Regions from separate parts of the Hordeum vulgare genome. Here region 2 is linked to region 1. The links are chromatin contacts, called in public Hi-C maps. All regions are on one chromosome and are shown on one strand. Each heading gives the region's core, a stretch centred on a gene start, on an enhancer-like site or on the middle of the called end of the contact. The rest is flanking DNA. Distances are from core to core; before and after follow the strand shown.

What was found. Hi-C and Micro-C count contacts between places; a contact is called where the count stands out from the background.
Region 2: a Hi-C map of leaf shows a contact between it and region 1, with 5 times the contacts expected there. The contact joins the promoter of LOC123406394 here to the promoter of LOC123406195 in region 1. A contact is called at or near these places in 4 of 6 Hi-C or Micro-C datasets (leaf and seedling) and 1 of 1 datasets of contacts at active chromatin or transcription factors (embryo).

Annotation. Positions count from the first base shown.
Region 1 is chr1H:34,711,735-34,719,620 of MorexV3_pseudomolecules_assembly, forward strand. It overlaps LOC123406195, which reads left to right and starts at 4,621. Exons shown (of 3, transcript XM_045099707.1): 1 at 4,621-4,972; 2 at 6,014-6,142; 3 at 6,252-6,531. The coding sequence starts at 4,634. The coding sequence ends at 6,356. LOC123406028 reads right to left here and starts at 4,478. Exons shown (of 7, transcript XM_045099613.1): 1 at 4,390-4,478; 2 at 2,796-2,956; 3 at 2,607-2,676; 4 at 2,416-2,521; 5 at 2,207-2,305; 6 at 1,962-2,084; 7 at 440-1,882. The coding sequence starts at 2,931. The coding sequence ends at 734.
Region 2 is chr1H:34,994,430-35,002,315 of MorexV3_pseudomolecules_assembly, forward strand. LOC123406394 (probable beta-1,4-xylosyltransferase GT43A) reads left to right here and starts at 4,912. Exons shown (of 3, transcript XM_045099911.1): 1 at 4,912-6,017. The coding sequence starts at 5,329.

The DNA.
Region 1 (7,886 bases), core at 3,371-5,870:
ATGTTCTTTAAGTATCACCAGGCAGACTAACCCAATGCTTTCCAGGGGCGCCTCATTTTATATGACGTCCCATAAAGACTAAAATTTCGCAACCTTGCAGCTTGTAATTTTAGGAAACAATCAGTACAAAATTGTCAAGAAAATGAATTGTAAAACGAATAAATAATACAAACAACTGAAACAAGTACAGAATGCACCACTTACCAACAAATATATGGGCTTAGAAGGGAACAATAAGCCCTTTTTGCTGTGAAGAAACTATGGAATTGTAAATACGAGCTTGCTCACAGAGTATATGATAAGATGTGAAAAAATAGATGGCAAGAATGCATAAGTACTAATTTAATAATTTATCGATTTTACTCAACAAGCAACTATGCAAGCTATCCTTTTTCCAAATTGTTTAGAATAATTGTAAACAAATTCTTAACCAAACTGATTTTAAGAAAGAAAGTAAGCATTATATGACATAAAAAGAAAGCACGTTACTTTCTTGTTTGTTTCTTTTTACACTGTGACCAGGCATAAAAGTACAGAAACAGAGTTGCTTACAATGGGACTAGCTCATAACACAGCTCATAAAACAACCACAACAGTCACCACGTCATACGGCAATATAAACATCAAAACATGCAAGAGCTACCCAAAAAACACCCTGATTACTAACGGGACAACTTCATCTGCAAAGCCTCTACATGACAGCATCCAATGAAGTCACGGTTATCGGATGAAATTAACTTCGAAGCTTTCCAGCCAACCGCCTCTTCATCAACGATAACCTTGATCTTGAAGGTCTTTTTTCACGTTCATCTGCGCTATCTTCGCTATCTGAAACAATCTCCATCAGCTTTACAATTTGTTTGGTCGAACAATTGTTTTGACTGACGCTTTTGTGTGATTCAACAAGGCCTGGTTCAATGATATGACATTCGTCTGTGCTATCTTCACTGTCTGAAACAACAACATTCTTCATGGATGTTGCATTCCGTTTGACGGAACAATTGCTTTGGCCGACACTTTTCTGTGAATCAACAAAGCCTAGGTCCCTCGTTCGGCTTATGGGGACTGGACCTGACAATGGCAGTTCACTAGACTTCCTATCATCCTGTGAACAATCAGGTGGCTTATATCCCTTGTCACTTGCCCTGTCCTTCTCAGACAGCTCAGATTTCAGTGACAACCTCTTACTTAGTAAGCTCAGCTTCTTTCGGCCTTGGTTGCATTCTTTATTCATTACTGACTGGGTTTTAGAAAGTACATGGTCGGTATGAGACTTATCTTGAACCAGATCAGCACATCCAATAAAAATTTGCTTTGAAACATCTTCTTCACCAATGCTTTTTGTCATACTCTTCACTAAGACATCATCAGAAGGTTGCTTGACATGATCTTTAGTATCAGATGCTGATACTGGAAGATGATTGGGGAACTTGCCTTCCACACTGCCACTATTTGGAGCCTCTAATGTAACAGAAGGTCTCTGTCGATGTAACTGGAAGTTTGCTCTGTTTACTTCGTATCGTTTCTTTGAAATTACTCCACTGACGGCACTGGCAGAAATGCTTTCAGAAGTAGGATTCTGTCTGACAGAAATATGAGACATTACTCCACTGTCGGCACTGGCAGAAATGCTTTCAGAAGTAGGATTCTGTCTGACAGAAACATGAGACAAGCATGTAGTAGGAACAGTGGATACTGCCGTCGACCGCAAGTGGCCTGCCACCGCATCCTGCTTAAGAGTAATGGCATTCTCTTCAGATCCTTCTGATTTTAGTGATAACTTTTTACCCAGTAACCGCATCTTCTTTCGACTCCCTTCACAATCTTTATTAGGAACTACCGGCAAAGGTTCCAGCTTCTGTGTGTTATCCATTTGCATGTTCTGTGCCTATCAGAATACAAAGTAAGCTCACGACAAGAACACAACAAAGTGGAGATTAAAATTTCAGGCGCTTGTGTACCTGAACTGAAGCATCTAAAGAGCTCCAACCACTTGTGCCAACTACTGTAGGATTAGCATACTTCTCAGTCCATGATTGAGCATTTAAGTCAAAAACTTGTCTGTTGTATTTATACTCTCGACTCTGTAACAAAAATAACAGCATGGTTGAATTATGAAGACGTTTTTTCTTATGATATGGTCATTGATCTGCCTATGATTGTGAAACAAATGCATTCCCATTTCCTTCCAAAAACAGGTACTTACTATTTCAGCCATGAGCCCGTCATCAGGATTTGGCTCAGTTAGCAGCAAACCAATGCTTCTCAAAATAGTAGAAATGTTGAGTGATGGTTGCCAGGCACCCTGCACATCAGTATTTGTTATCCACACAAAAAAATGTTGGGATTGAGGACTACCTTTATGCACAAGATAATCCATGTAACCATAAATTAGCTTCAGTTCACATGATTAACCTTTGGAGGTAAATTTAGAATATCAAGGCAAATGCGTCCTCCATTGTCGATGTTGGGGTGATAGATGGGTGTAACAAAAGTCACATTGGGAGGTTGAAAAGGATATCTGCATCTCAGCAAAAGCGTGACTGTCAGAACATTGAAATGAAAAAGGCAAGGGCTGGTTGGCTTCCATCATAATCAAAGCAAACCTCTCAGGAATCTGGATCTTCAGAACGAAAACTCCTTTTGAATAAACTGTTCCCTCAGGCCCCTCAATTCCTTCATTTAATGAGTAGAGAAGTCACATCAAATCGACGAGAAAATAGTTGGAATGGCAAATATAGGCACTGTTTGGGATGAGTGTGTGTGTGTGTGTGTGGATGGGTGGGGGGACATACTGGTCTCAATGCTTGATAAAGACGGCAAGGCACTTCCCTCGTCGGACAGCTTAAGAGAAACCCCAGGAGGTGGATCACTTAGCAGAAGTTTAATCTCTTTCTGCATTCTTAGATTCAGCCTTGCAGCTTGAGCCATCTAGCTATTTATGGGAAACTCTAGCCTGGCACAAAAGGCAAATTACCTTCAAATATCAGCATATCTTTGGAACATTTAGCCCAAGCAAATTAGGTAAGAGAAAAACCAAAGCACACATTATCAGCATATCTTTTTTTTTTCAAGAGAACCAGGTTAGCAAGGTCTTACTTAAAAAAGATAGCATCATATAAATTTAGAAAGCATTGTGATTATGGTAGTGGTTATCAATTTTGTGTCAGGTAAGATCAAATCATTATCATCAGAATTGATAAAAATAAACCAATTTGCAGGAATTATGTAGAGGATGCAGTGGAGCTATATACAATTCATCATGAGTGGAAATTTACAAACAGCAGTCCAATGTGGACACAGGTTAAACACCGAGTAAACGTCACCAATCAGGCGTTATAACTGGGTTGGTATATTCCAAAAAAGAAATGAGTAAACTGGGTGTTATAACCAGGTATAACTGATGTTAATGTCACCAAAAAATGCCGAGAAGCCACATTTTGCCATATTCCATTATTATTATCACAAACATAGGCCAATACATACAACCGTCAGCCAACAATACAACCGAGCGCTGCTCATGCGCAAAGTGCATGCTCACTTAGAAGCAAAATGTGGCTTCATCTTCTGAAGAATTTTTGGAAGACTTAAGATTAGCTTGATTTGGGCATTTTGGCTACTGAAAAAAACTATGAACGTATTATTCTTGCACTTATTTTGGCAGGTAAGATCAAATCATTACTCCCTCCGTTGCAAAATCTTGTCGTGGTTTTAGTTCAAATTTTAACTAAAACCACGACAAGTATTTTGGAACGGAGGGAGTTTATAGATTGAAAAAATAAACCAATTTGCAGGAACCCTGAAGAGGATGCAGAGGAGCTATATTCCATTCCTCACTAGGGAAATTCAGAAACACCAGCCCAAGGTCGACACAGGTTAAACACCGAGTAAACGTCACCAACATATGACAATTCATACAGCCATCAACCGACAATACAACTAGGCGCTGCTCATGCGCAAACCCTTTGCATGCTAATTTAGAAGCAAAATGTGGCTTCATCTTCTGAAGAATTCTTCGAAGACTTGAGATTACCTTAATAATTTGGCTACTGAAGAAGGCCCGTTTTCTTAAAATCTCGAATTCAGTAAGACCACTGAGTTGGGCGCAAGATAATCAGCCATGTAAACCTAGAGTGCAGCAGCTATGTAGGTAGCAGGCTGCTTCAACAGTCACAGTTCCAATGGATGCAATGCTAATTGGGTGTTGAATGGATCATCCTTGTAGTTTTACCAGATACCCAGGAAGCTCGTTAAATAATTATATGCATCATCATCATCATCATCATCATGTATTAACATGTGGCTACTAGTATGTGGTAGCGAGCGCATGATGCGTCCCATACGGAATGGCATTGGGGGGAAGGGAAAGCAGCGAGGCGAGGTACCCACCTTGAAGCTTGCGCGCGGGCAGGCAGGGCGAGAGCGAGCTCCTCCCCGCCCTGGATGTGCCGGAGGCGGTGCGTGACGGCGGCGGCCAGTTCCCGCTCGATGATGTGGACCCAGGTTGCACGGTAGCCGGCCTTCCGCCGGAACAGAGTAGTTGGCGAAGGGAAGGGGAGGGGCGCGCTCGGCACCGCCGTAGATCTGGAGCAGCGCCGCCGCCGTCGGGAGATAGGCGGTGATTGTGGCTCGAATGAGGAGGACGGCGGGAGCAAATTCACCGAACACGAGGGACCTCTTTGCACAAAGCGCTCATTTGATTTGTCTGCACTACGGATCCCAGCACTACAATCTGTGCCGTTCATCTTCGATCCAGCGGTCGAGCTTCGCCTCTTCTGTTTCCGCGTTCTCAATCCAATCCAGTCGCCACCGGCCGGCCGATGGCGACGACGGCTGCGGCTGCGGCTGCGTACGGCTGCTCGGCGGCGGCGGCGCCGTGGTTCCCGGGGAGCCCCTTCGGCCGTCGCTCCCCCCCGTCCCGCATCCGCCTCGCCTCCTCCAATCCCAAGCCTCCAAGGTCGCCCGCTCGCTGGTAATAGCTTCTTCTTCTTATTGCCCCTGTCGGATCCATCTCCCCACGCGAGGCCTGAGCTAACAAGGGGATGGCTGTGTGCTCTCCTTGGAGTAGCCTGAGGGCTTCATTTCCTCGTAGGAGGTTGTATGTCTGCGCGTGCTCCGGCGAGGTTGGTCCGGACAACGCCTCCGCAGCGTCACCGGCGGTGAGAACCCCCACTTCCCCGCGGCTATGGATGAAATTTTTGTGGATTGGCTGCAAGCAGTATCAATTACAGATGGCTGCTTCAGATATGTGCTAGTCTAGTAGGAGTAGTTAACTAATTACTAGGACTCTGAATCTGAAATGAAAATTGGCAATGCATTGCTTGATAACACAGAGATATACTGTAGAGCATCATCCATGTGTCAACCTGGTGGTGTCAACTCACTCAGGGGGTCACAAGAGGCAGCAGTATACAAATACAATGCGTTGCAAACCATGACTCTGAATGATGATGTACAATGTTCAGTATGGCCGTCGTTATCAACCTTAAGCTTGTTAGATTATTGTTAGAATGGGGCGTGGTTTGCCTTTTATGCGCCGGTTCCGATCACTTGTTGAATACGATTATGCAACCCTATTCCGGTTCAAATAGAAACGCCAAACATATGATAGATGAGGTACCTTTTGCGTTCTTTTAGTCTTGTACTTTTAGGCCTTTTAATTACCACATAATACTCATGCAGCAATGTGCCCACCAGAATTTGGCTCAGACCATAGCTTTTGAATTGGATTGGCTGAAAGCTTAATGGTGTAGATATTCATCCTTATATACCGTAGTAAATTGTCTTGTATGAAAACACACTTGTTGCCACACTGGTGGGAATAACTGAACAGACATAACTCTTGTTCTCAATGATGGTGAGTCATTTTGAATTGGTGATACTACTTTTGATCAAATATTATTTCAGTATTTTTTTCACACCATTTACACTGAAATTGAAGTATCAAACCGCGCATTAACCGGTTGGCTAGAATGGCTTTCAAACAGCATACCTTTCTTATGTGATATTGCAGGAAGCCAGTTTTGATATAAAGCTTCCTAGAAGAAGCTTGCTTGTTCAGTTTACCTGTAATAAATGTGATGCAAGGACAGAGCGCTTGATAAACAGGGTGGCCTATGAAAGAGGAACAGTTTTCCTTCAGGTAAATTGTTCAGCGTGTTTATTTGCTTAAATTGTACAGCCAGCAGTAATGGTCATTTATTTCCTGAGATATGCTGTTCATTACTTTCTAACATGCACTGCACACACAGTGCGCTGGGTGCCAGGTGTATCACAAGTTTGTTGACAATCTTGGTCTAATTGTCGAGTATGACCTACGAGAAGAAAATGGGGTGAAGACTTGTACTGAAGACTGATTTGGAATGTGTCATAGAAGCCAGGCATGCTAAGTTTTTTTTCCCTCAAAATATATTAGGTTTGAGTCTTGACAATATTGACTATTTGAACCTTGTAGATTGTTTATATTGAACAGTATTTGTGCATTGAAATAGCACGTTACTCAGTTCATAACTGGGTTTATATGCACTCAAATAGTATCGCAATTCACAATACCAGATTACCTTATTGTTACCAAAATTGATCTCATTATAGCAAAACGACACATTGCTGCTGGAAGTTGCTGGCACAAATTGTATGATATTCGCACTGTATACACATCATCATACTTTGTTCTCATCTTGCTGATCTTGATTGTCTGAAACATCGCTTTTCTCTTGTTCTTCCTCCTTGGCCATCTGGTCCACATTTTCTGTTTTGCCAGCGTCATCGTTCTTCCCCTTGAGGAACTGGATAAGTAAGACCTTCGAATGTGATGTCTGTCTCTTCATTCCTCATGAGCACCTCTGCTACCTTTGCTGGAGACCTCCTTGATCACTGATGTTTTCAAAAGCTCTTGGCTACCAGAATATGCTACTACTGTTGAAAATTGAAATGCAGATGGAGTTACATAATCAGATGAATTCATATGTAAGGGCAAGGGGAAAATGAATGCACAAGTAGACTACATACATACCTAAGGCAGGTCTATACTAGTTAAAGTTTCTTGGTCAGTGTAGGCGGCGCGCACTCCGGCAGTGTTGCCACAGACCTATAATTTCCAGTTGATGAAAAGGAACCGAATTATTTACCAATTTCGACGGGCTGAACAAAGATAGTAAAACAGGGGGCCTCTTTCCAGCGAAGCAAGTGTGCACCAGTCCCTTTTTAGTACACAAAATCATGTTAAAACAATATAATGTTACATTCCTAAAACTCTTTGCAGTTCATGTGTAAACCCAAAACAATTGCAATTCATGTGTAATAAACCCAAAAAAATGTAATGATACATTCCTAAAACTCTCTGTAGTTCATGTATAAACCTAACTTGAAAGAGTATTGTAGCTTTTTTGTAAATACTTTTCTATAGTAGCCCCAAAAGGTTTAACTGATACATCCTTGAACCAACTATGACCAGAAAGGAACTAAAACCTGAAGAATAGGAACGGTACCATCATGCAAGCTCAAATGTGATCATACCTAATTGTTGCAAGCTTGAAGTAGGCACCAATTCGGTGCTGAGCTGTTGCAATGTCTACAAGTAAGGATATGACTGCACCCGGCGCGACGAATCCATCCAAATAGAAGGAGGAGAAAGCTTAGTAATCCTAGCTAGTTCATGAGCACGATGTGCTCAAGCTTTAATAAAGGAAGGAATTTCGTTACCGGTGATGCAGACGAGCAACTCCATCCTGGATCGATCAGTTAGATGCTGCAACTGTGAAAGCCAGGACTACACGCCTCTAAAAATGTCCTGTCTGGTATGTGCATAACCACAGTGAAGGCATTCCATCATGCTTCTCCATCTGATCCACCAGAAATCTGAATCAGCGAAGCTAATATTAATCAAC
Region 2 (7,886 bases), core at 3,662-6,161, 280 kb after region 1:
ATGGATAAAAACAAGTGTGAATGAACAGAGAAAAGGAAACGTCGTCGGTGTTGCCACGCTCAGCCGCAGCGGAAAACCAACCACGGTCGCAACCAAAGGAACAATCACGGCATCTACAGCCGTACCTTACAAATCCGGCCTCTCAAACGCCCGCGGACGCGAGCGAGCGTATCCGGGGACACTGATCGATCAGGCCTTAAATAATGCATTCTACATCCGGATACCTCAAATTAGAAACCTCAAATCCATACTATTACGTGCAACGTGAACCTAATACTAAGCGGAGCTTGTTCGGCTTTGCCGTGTCCATGTCCGGCGGTTGACTGCATCTCTTACAGTGTCCTCCGGTCGTCGGCGAGCTAGAGTAAGACATTTGACACTAGCCGGCTCATGAGAGTCGAGCTCCCGCTGTCTCCCATGCCCTACTCTTCATCGACGGAGCCGGTAACCTGGACGGTGCCAGTCGACATGAGGTCGATGACGGATCCTTCCTGGGAGGAGCCGACGTCCACCATGACGCGGTTGCGTCGCCCACATTGGTGCACCCTATGGGGCGACGGAGAGTGTGACTCCGTCTCTCGAACATCCACCGCCGCATCCTGTGCCCGCTGCCTCGCCCGACGGGCAGGCCGCGCCATGACATCCTTCGTGGACGGCCATGCTTCGTGCTCGACTCGCCAACGAAGGGGTTGCGCTTCCGCCACGATGTTCGAACGCCACACAGACTGCATTGCCTCTGGTGAGGCAGCGACGCCGTATCCAAGCACCGGTTGTGCGGACGCAATGGATTCTCGGCGTAGTGAGTCCGAGCGTTGCCGTCGTGCGGCGGCCTCCCGGGAGCGGGGGAGCGCAAGGTGGACGACCATCTCCTCCTCGGGGCTGCGTTAGATGAGCTCGTGGTCGATGGATTTGGAGGTGAAGGGCTCAGATTCGCTGCTCGTCATGTCGAAGGTGAGCCTGGGTGGCGGATGTAAGTGGAGTAAAGTGACTAGGGTTTGGTCCGACGAACGGATGAGGACAAATATATATGGGATAGATGCGGACTAGCGCGGGCACTGCGGGCCAGGCGGGCGCGTCCGGGTTTCCCATGTCCGCAATATATTTAGGCTCAATATGAGGGGTGCCGGTCAGTCCGAATGTTTCAGACCTATTTGAGGAATCCGTCTGAATTGTTTTCTTGTGATCGTTCAGTGACCGGATGACATGTTTGGATTTTGAGGAGGATTTGAGGAGTCTTTGCTCTCAATCTGAGGAGCCCGGTTTTCATCCGCCTACTAGCCCGGATGACACGCAGTTTTTCCATCACCAAGTGACGCGTCCCCTCCCTCCGTCGCCATGGATTGGATTCCCCCGAAACCATGCAAGTTCTTCTTGTGAGCAACACAAACCATGTAAAAACTCTTGATCCACTAGCTCGGTCACGCTAAAGGAAACGCCAAGGCTGCCACCAGGACCGGACAGTACAACCAGTCCTCCGGATGCCCCACCGGTTTTCCTTTTCAGATGCCTGGACGTCTGGACCCTCCGGACCGGTCTCTGTTTTGTTACATACTCCACTTTTCGCACCAAACTTTCCGGCAGTTTCTTTAATCGCTTTATCGCGCACCTGCAGCACACCTCACACACAACAACACACCAAACACCGTCACAGTACCAGCAGCAGTCTAGTACTCCCTGATTTTTAAATACAAATATTAAAAAAAACATTACAAACTGTATATACAACAAAATCAGTGAATCTATATTTTAGAATATGTTTATATACATTCATAGCATGTAGATTATGGTAAAAAAATTAAAAATAATTATATCTAGAAACGGAGGAAATACGTGATCTAAACATTTTTGTATTTCTTTACGGAGGGAGGATCAGGCAAGAAATCTAGACGGCCTCTACAGTGCACATACATCCCTCCAAAAAAATATTAGCAACTGAAATCCTCCAAAGAAATTAGCACTGTTCATCCAAAAATGAGAGGAAACTGTAGATTTGGTGTCACCTCCAATGCTGCTTTTATTTTCCCGGTTAGGTTCCATGTTCCAATCCCCTACCAACAAAGTGGTGTCCCCTCCCTCTCCTCCTCCCCTCTACAGCTCAAAAAATGTCTTGCTTTGGCTTAAAGTTAAGGCAGGAGCCGGATTAGCAGAAGATTAGGTCTAGAGAGTGTATATTAACTAAAAGGAAGGAAGGAAGGAGGAGGAGGAGGGGCAAAGCAAAAGCTGCAGGCCACCTAATATTCTTCTGGGCTACTACTAGTATATTGATTGGGTGCCCACTGCCTGCCACATCCCCAATGCCAGTCCAAATTACTGGCCAATAAGCTTTGCAAATTCACCTGCTGCAAGAATATTTATACCACTATATACTCTAGTATTGGCAGGGGAAGCAGCAGCAGTATTTTCCGTAAAAAAAATTGAGGTAGCAGCAGTGCTGCTAGAATTGATTTGGATATCCTCATAGGTTGCTGTTAACTATTTGGAGCTTGTGTAGTTAATGTGAGGTGTCTCAGAGGTAGTACTACTAGTACTGTACTTCGGTTGCTTGCTCTGTTTTTTCGGGTGTTTGCTTGTGAAATCCAGCAATTGGAAACTGCTAGGTAAAGGCACCCTAGCCCTCACCGCAAAGAAAAGGACACCCTAGCCCAATCCAGCAAGATACTACTTTTCTCAACATAGTAAACTTATTGCGGCGGAAACAAAATAATTGAGCTGAATATTGAATTAAATATGTATTGATGTTTATATTAATTATCATTGATTTAGTATTACAACCGTATCTAGATAAAATCAAAGATAAATAATTTGAAACGGAGAGAGTACAACTTTAGTACTCTCTATGATCCAACGAAGATATCTAACAAGTAATGTGACACGTAAATGGATCGAAGGAAGCATCTCGCGCAAGAAAAACACTTTACAATGTGAGAATAATATCTTTTTGCGTGTCAGAGAGCGCTGGTTCCAGCAATTGCTGGGAAAAAAATCACGCACGCGCCGCTCTAGCAGAAATGTTAACATTTAAAGGGCTATGCATATTTTACGAAAAAACGAGATGATGGACATGGATAATATAGATAATTCATAGATAGAAACTACTCCTCGTCGATAGTTCATCATAGTGCATAAAATAAAAATGATAAAAAATGCTAAACTACTCCTCGTCGTCTTCCTTCGACGCGCTGGTGTCCGACTCCTCCGTCGTAATGAAGGCGTCAGCCCACCGTTCATCATCGAAGGACCAAGTCGACGCTCCCTTGAGCTTCATGTTAAAGAGTGCGGTTTGCTTCCGCGTATGCATGTCCTCACGATAGGCGGCTCGCTCCGTCCTCCTTTGCATGAAGAATTCGCGCTCGTCGAGGATGTCCTGCGAAAATTGTTGGCGCCACTCCTTCATGGCATGTTCGTCCATCTCAGCGATGCCGAGCGGCGCTCCGCTTCCGGTTCTGGCGATGGTCCTCTTCGGTGACAACCCGCGGAGGAGGTGCGAGCCGCTGCGCCCACTCCCGCGTAGTCACCTCGAGAAAAATCATGTCCCTAAGAGGTCGGTTGAGACGCCACACCGCCGCGTCGTACGCGCGGGCGGCCTGGTCGGCGATGTTGAACGCGCCGAGGACGAGGCGCATGTCGTCGGAGTGGATCTCGACGTAGAAGGTACCGGAGGGGCACGCGCAGATGTCGTGGTAGCCCTAAGTTCCGCGACGGCAATGGCGGCGCGGCGGCGGCAAGGCAAGAAAGAGAGCGGTAAAAGGCGCGTGGCGAGGTGAGGGGCACGTGAGAGCGGTAAAAGGCGCGTGGCGAGGTGAGGGGCACGTGAGAGCGGTGAAAGGCGCGTGGCGAGGTGAGGGGCACGTGAGAGCGGTGAAAGGACGGGTGGAAGAGGCGCTAGATTTATAATGTGCGTCAACCGCCGCGCGTCAAATTAACACGCACCGGGCCGCCTTTTTCGCGTGTCGGGATTTTTCACGTTCGTTGGAGCACGCGCAATCGCTCCGTGCGTTTTTTTTATAATCACTGTTGAAAATGCTCCCAACCTAGTAAACTTATTTTTGGGGAAACAGAATAATTGAACTGAATATTAAATTAAATATGTATCCATGTTTATGTTAATTATGGTTGATTTAGTATTACAATAGACAAAAATCTGAAATAAACAATTCAGAACGTCGTTGATTTATAGTATTACGATAGACAAAATCTGAAATAAATAATACAGAACCAAGGAAGTACAATTTTAGTACTACTCTCTCGGATCCACCGGAGATATCTAACACATAATGCGACACGTAAATGGATCGAAGGGAGTAATAAATCAACGCCACCCTAATATAGGCCTAGAGGCGTAGGAGTGTCTATATTTTGCATAACCAATTAATGTTTCAAGAAATGCTTAATTTTGAATGATATTTCTTTCGTATCTAAATAATTATACTCCCTCCATGTGTGGAAGTAGTCCACTAATAAAATCTTTATAAAGACTTATATTTAGAAACGGAGAGAGTAGTTTAGTTTCTTTCAACTAAAATTATTTAGATACAAAGAAAGTAGTAAATGTCTTCACTTACGCAAATCAATCGGTCACCAACATTGACCTTAGAATTACTGTGTTCCAAACAGAGGAAGTGAAAATTCCTGCCCAAACCGGCCGCCAGGTGCCCCCGAATTTCACCTCGCCTTCCGCGCCGGCGGTCGTTGCCGGATTGGATCCCCCCGATCCCAGAGGCAAGCATGTCTGAACCGAACCAGCACAGCACAGCACAGCACAGCACAGCACGACCTCGACAGTGAAAGAGATGAATCAATGGCGACCGAGGTGAAAACCAACCCAGGAGCAGCGGCATAGCCATAGGAGCTGTTGAGGGACAGGCAAGTGTCACCGCACTCCTCCCGCCCTCTTTAAACGCCACCCTCACCAACCCACCCCCCACGCCATCGCCATTTTCACCCCCCACCACCGAGCAAGGTTTCACCATTCCCTCTTCCTCCCATCCCCCCATACCTCCTACCCCTGCTCCTACCACCTTCCACCCTGATCTTCTTCTTCCCCACCCCCTTCCCCAGGCACATTCCCCCACCCCCAAATCTTGGTGCTGATCCAACCCTGCCGCCCCCCATTAATTCCCCCCCTGTTGCTCCGTCCGCATTGATTCAAGGCCAGGGCAGGGGAGAGGGCTTCTCTCGTCGCCCCCGCAGAGTCCAGTCCTCTGGTCTTTGGGCCTCGGTGGTTCTTGATCTGGGAGGGGAGGCTCGGTGATCTGGGGCGGGTCGTGATTTGATCTGAAAGGCTGTGGCTTTTCGGGGGGAGGGGTCGGAGGATTTGTGTCGGGCGTCATGGGGACGGGGGCGGTGGCGCCGGAGCGGCCGAAGCAGCGGCGGGGGGGCCACCTGTGGAAGCGCGCGGTGCTCCACTTCTCGCTCTGCTTCGTCATGGGCTTCTTCACCGGCTTCGCGCCCTCCTCCTCCTCGTCCTGGAGGCCCGGCGGCGGGGGCGGCACGCCGCCGCCGGTCCTCGCGGCGGAGCAGCTCGCCGCGTCCCGCGTCGCGGGAAACAGGGACCAGCGCATCAGCCTGGCGCCGCCCTCGCCGGAGGGCGCGGCGGCGGCCGGCGGGGGCGGCGCGGTGGTCGACCTGGACGACGACGAGGAGAGCGGGCCGCGGAGGATGCTGATTGTGGTCACCACGACCAGGTCGGGGGCAGGGGAGCGGCGGCGCAGGCGGCCGGAGCTGCTGCGGCTCGCCCACACGCTGCGGCTGGTCCGCCCGCCGGTCGTCTGGGTGGTGGTGGAGCCGGCGGCCGACGCGCCCGCCACCGCCGAGGTGCTGCGGGGCACCGGGGTCATGTACCGGCACCTGGCCTTCCGCCCCGAGGAGAACTTCACCACAGCCGCCGCCGAGGCCCACGCGCAGCGCAACGCCGCGCTCGCCCACGTCGAGAAGCACCGCCTCTCCGGCGTCGTCCACTTCGCCGACGCCGCCGGCGTCTACGACACCCACTTCTTCGATGAGATCCGCCAGATCGAGTGAGTACCGCCGCCACCACCCCATCATCCATTCCCCCTTCTCCCTTCGTTCTCAGCAAATTACAATGCCGATTTCGATGCAAAATTCGAGTAGATTGCAAATTACAATGCCGATTTCGATGCAAAAATGCCGGAACTTCCCTCCTTTTCCCCGTTCTTTCAGGTGCTGAATCCACTACAATTTCACTTTTTCTTCAGTTTCCAACAGTAGTACTACTCGTTAATTAATTTCAGATTGTTTTAGGTGGGCACCGACTAGGGTTCCTCATCCCTAACCTCCACTTCTCAATTTAGTACAGCAGTACTCCTAATTTTCTAGCTATATAAGAAAAGGTTTTGGCAGCCTTGTAGTCTTGTGCAGAGTATAATTGAAGGCAGCACAAGCTGTCATTAGTGGGGGAGGAATAAGGGTTTAGAATAAGATGATTGACTCCTCACATCAGCACCATGAAGACTGCAAATGCAGCTGAGAGGCCATGCCCTGATGCAAATGACTCAATTATTGGATCTGGCTTTACCTCTTCTTTATTCCCATTCCTCCAGTAAATTATGCTTCTGCTGTATAGCAAATTTTAAAATTTACTAACAATCTTTTGATTTTGATCTTGTTACCCACAATGACCAAATTGTGTTGCAAACCTGCAACCACTCCAATTAGTATAGTTTAATTAAGACTTTTAAACGTGACCCGTGAGTCATGGGCAAAGCAAAGCTGTACTATATAAAAAATACAGCAGTACCACCGATTAGTACTTTAACAGTAGGGCTAACTACTAGCTGTTGGCTCGCTGACACACGGGGCCGACCCGGCGCTAATCTAACAAGACACACATTGAATGGGCCTAAAGCATGCATTGAATGTTGCGATGTCGATGCTCCTAACATTTGCAGGAAGGAATTTGCTAGAAATGATGAGATGTGGTAGAGGATAGTAGTAACCGTTAGGCCATGGCCATTGAACTCCATTAAAAGAAATGCCCACACCCGTTGCTTTCTCTGACCCCCCATGTGTGGCCATTTGAAATGCACAACCAAATTTGCCTACCGTTTTGGAGCAAATTTTCCACAACGGTGTGACCGCCAGCTGTTCGCGGAGACTGCACATGAGGAATTAGCGCCTGAATTCTTGCAAATAAGCAAGGGGAATTTTCTTTTAACCGACACTAGATGCCGATGATTGGTGCCTAACATGACCATGCATGTCCATCGTAGCTGTACTCCAATATTGTGGTTCTGGCATCTATCAGCAGCCACGGAATGTGACTGGTGTGTCAACGTTTGCTTGCTCCGATCCTGTTAAATTCCAGGTCAAACATACCGTCTTTGTTCTATCAAAAAGGCCTAACATTTTGACCTCAAATTTAGCTTTTGCTTCTATCGCCGAACGATGTTTGTGGAGAGAGACTGTATGATGCCATTGGATGCAAATTAAATCTCAACAAGAAAATTTTAAGTCCACAACATTTGACGGGCCTTTCGCTTTTACCTTTTGAACAGTATCATTCTGACTTGCATGAGTACTTACTTCCATAATAAGAAGAAATAAATCCTTGTTAGTACTATGGCACTAGTACTCATGTCATGTGGGAGCATGGTGTTTTTCCTTTTTAAAAGGTGTAAATATTCATATTCCCATGAGGATGAAGAACAATCCTTTTGGTTGAGGGGAACATGATGAGACCAAAGCACTCCTCTCTTTCCCAAGCAAGCTTTTGCTGCATCTCGCCAGCCCACATTGTTTTTACTATTCGTGTAGAGTTCCTCGTGATGCGTGCACATGTGGCCCCTGGTGCTTTTCTGGGCGCACCAGCTCACAACACAACAGACCTAGCTGTTTTTAGCATCAGCCCCAATATGACCGGGTGTGCG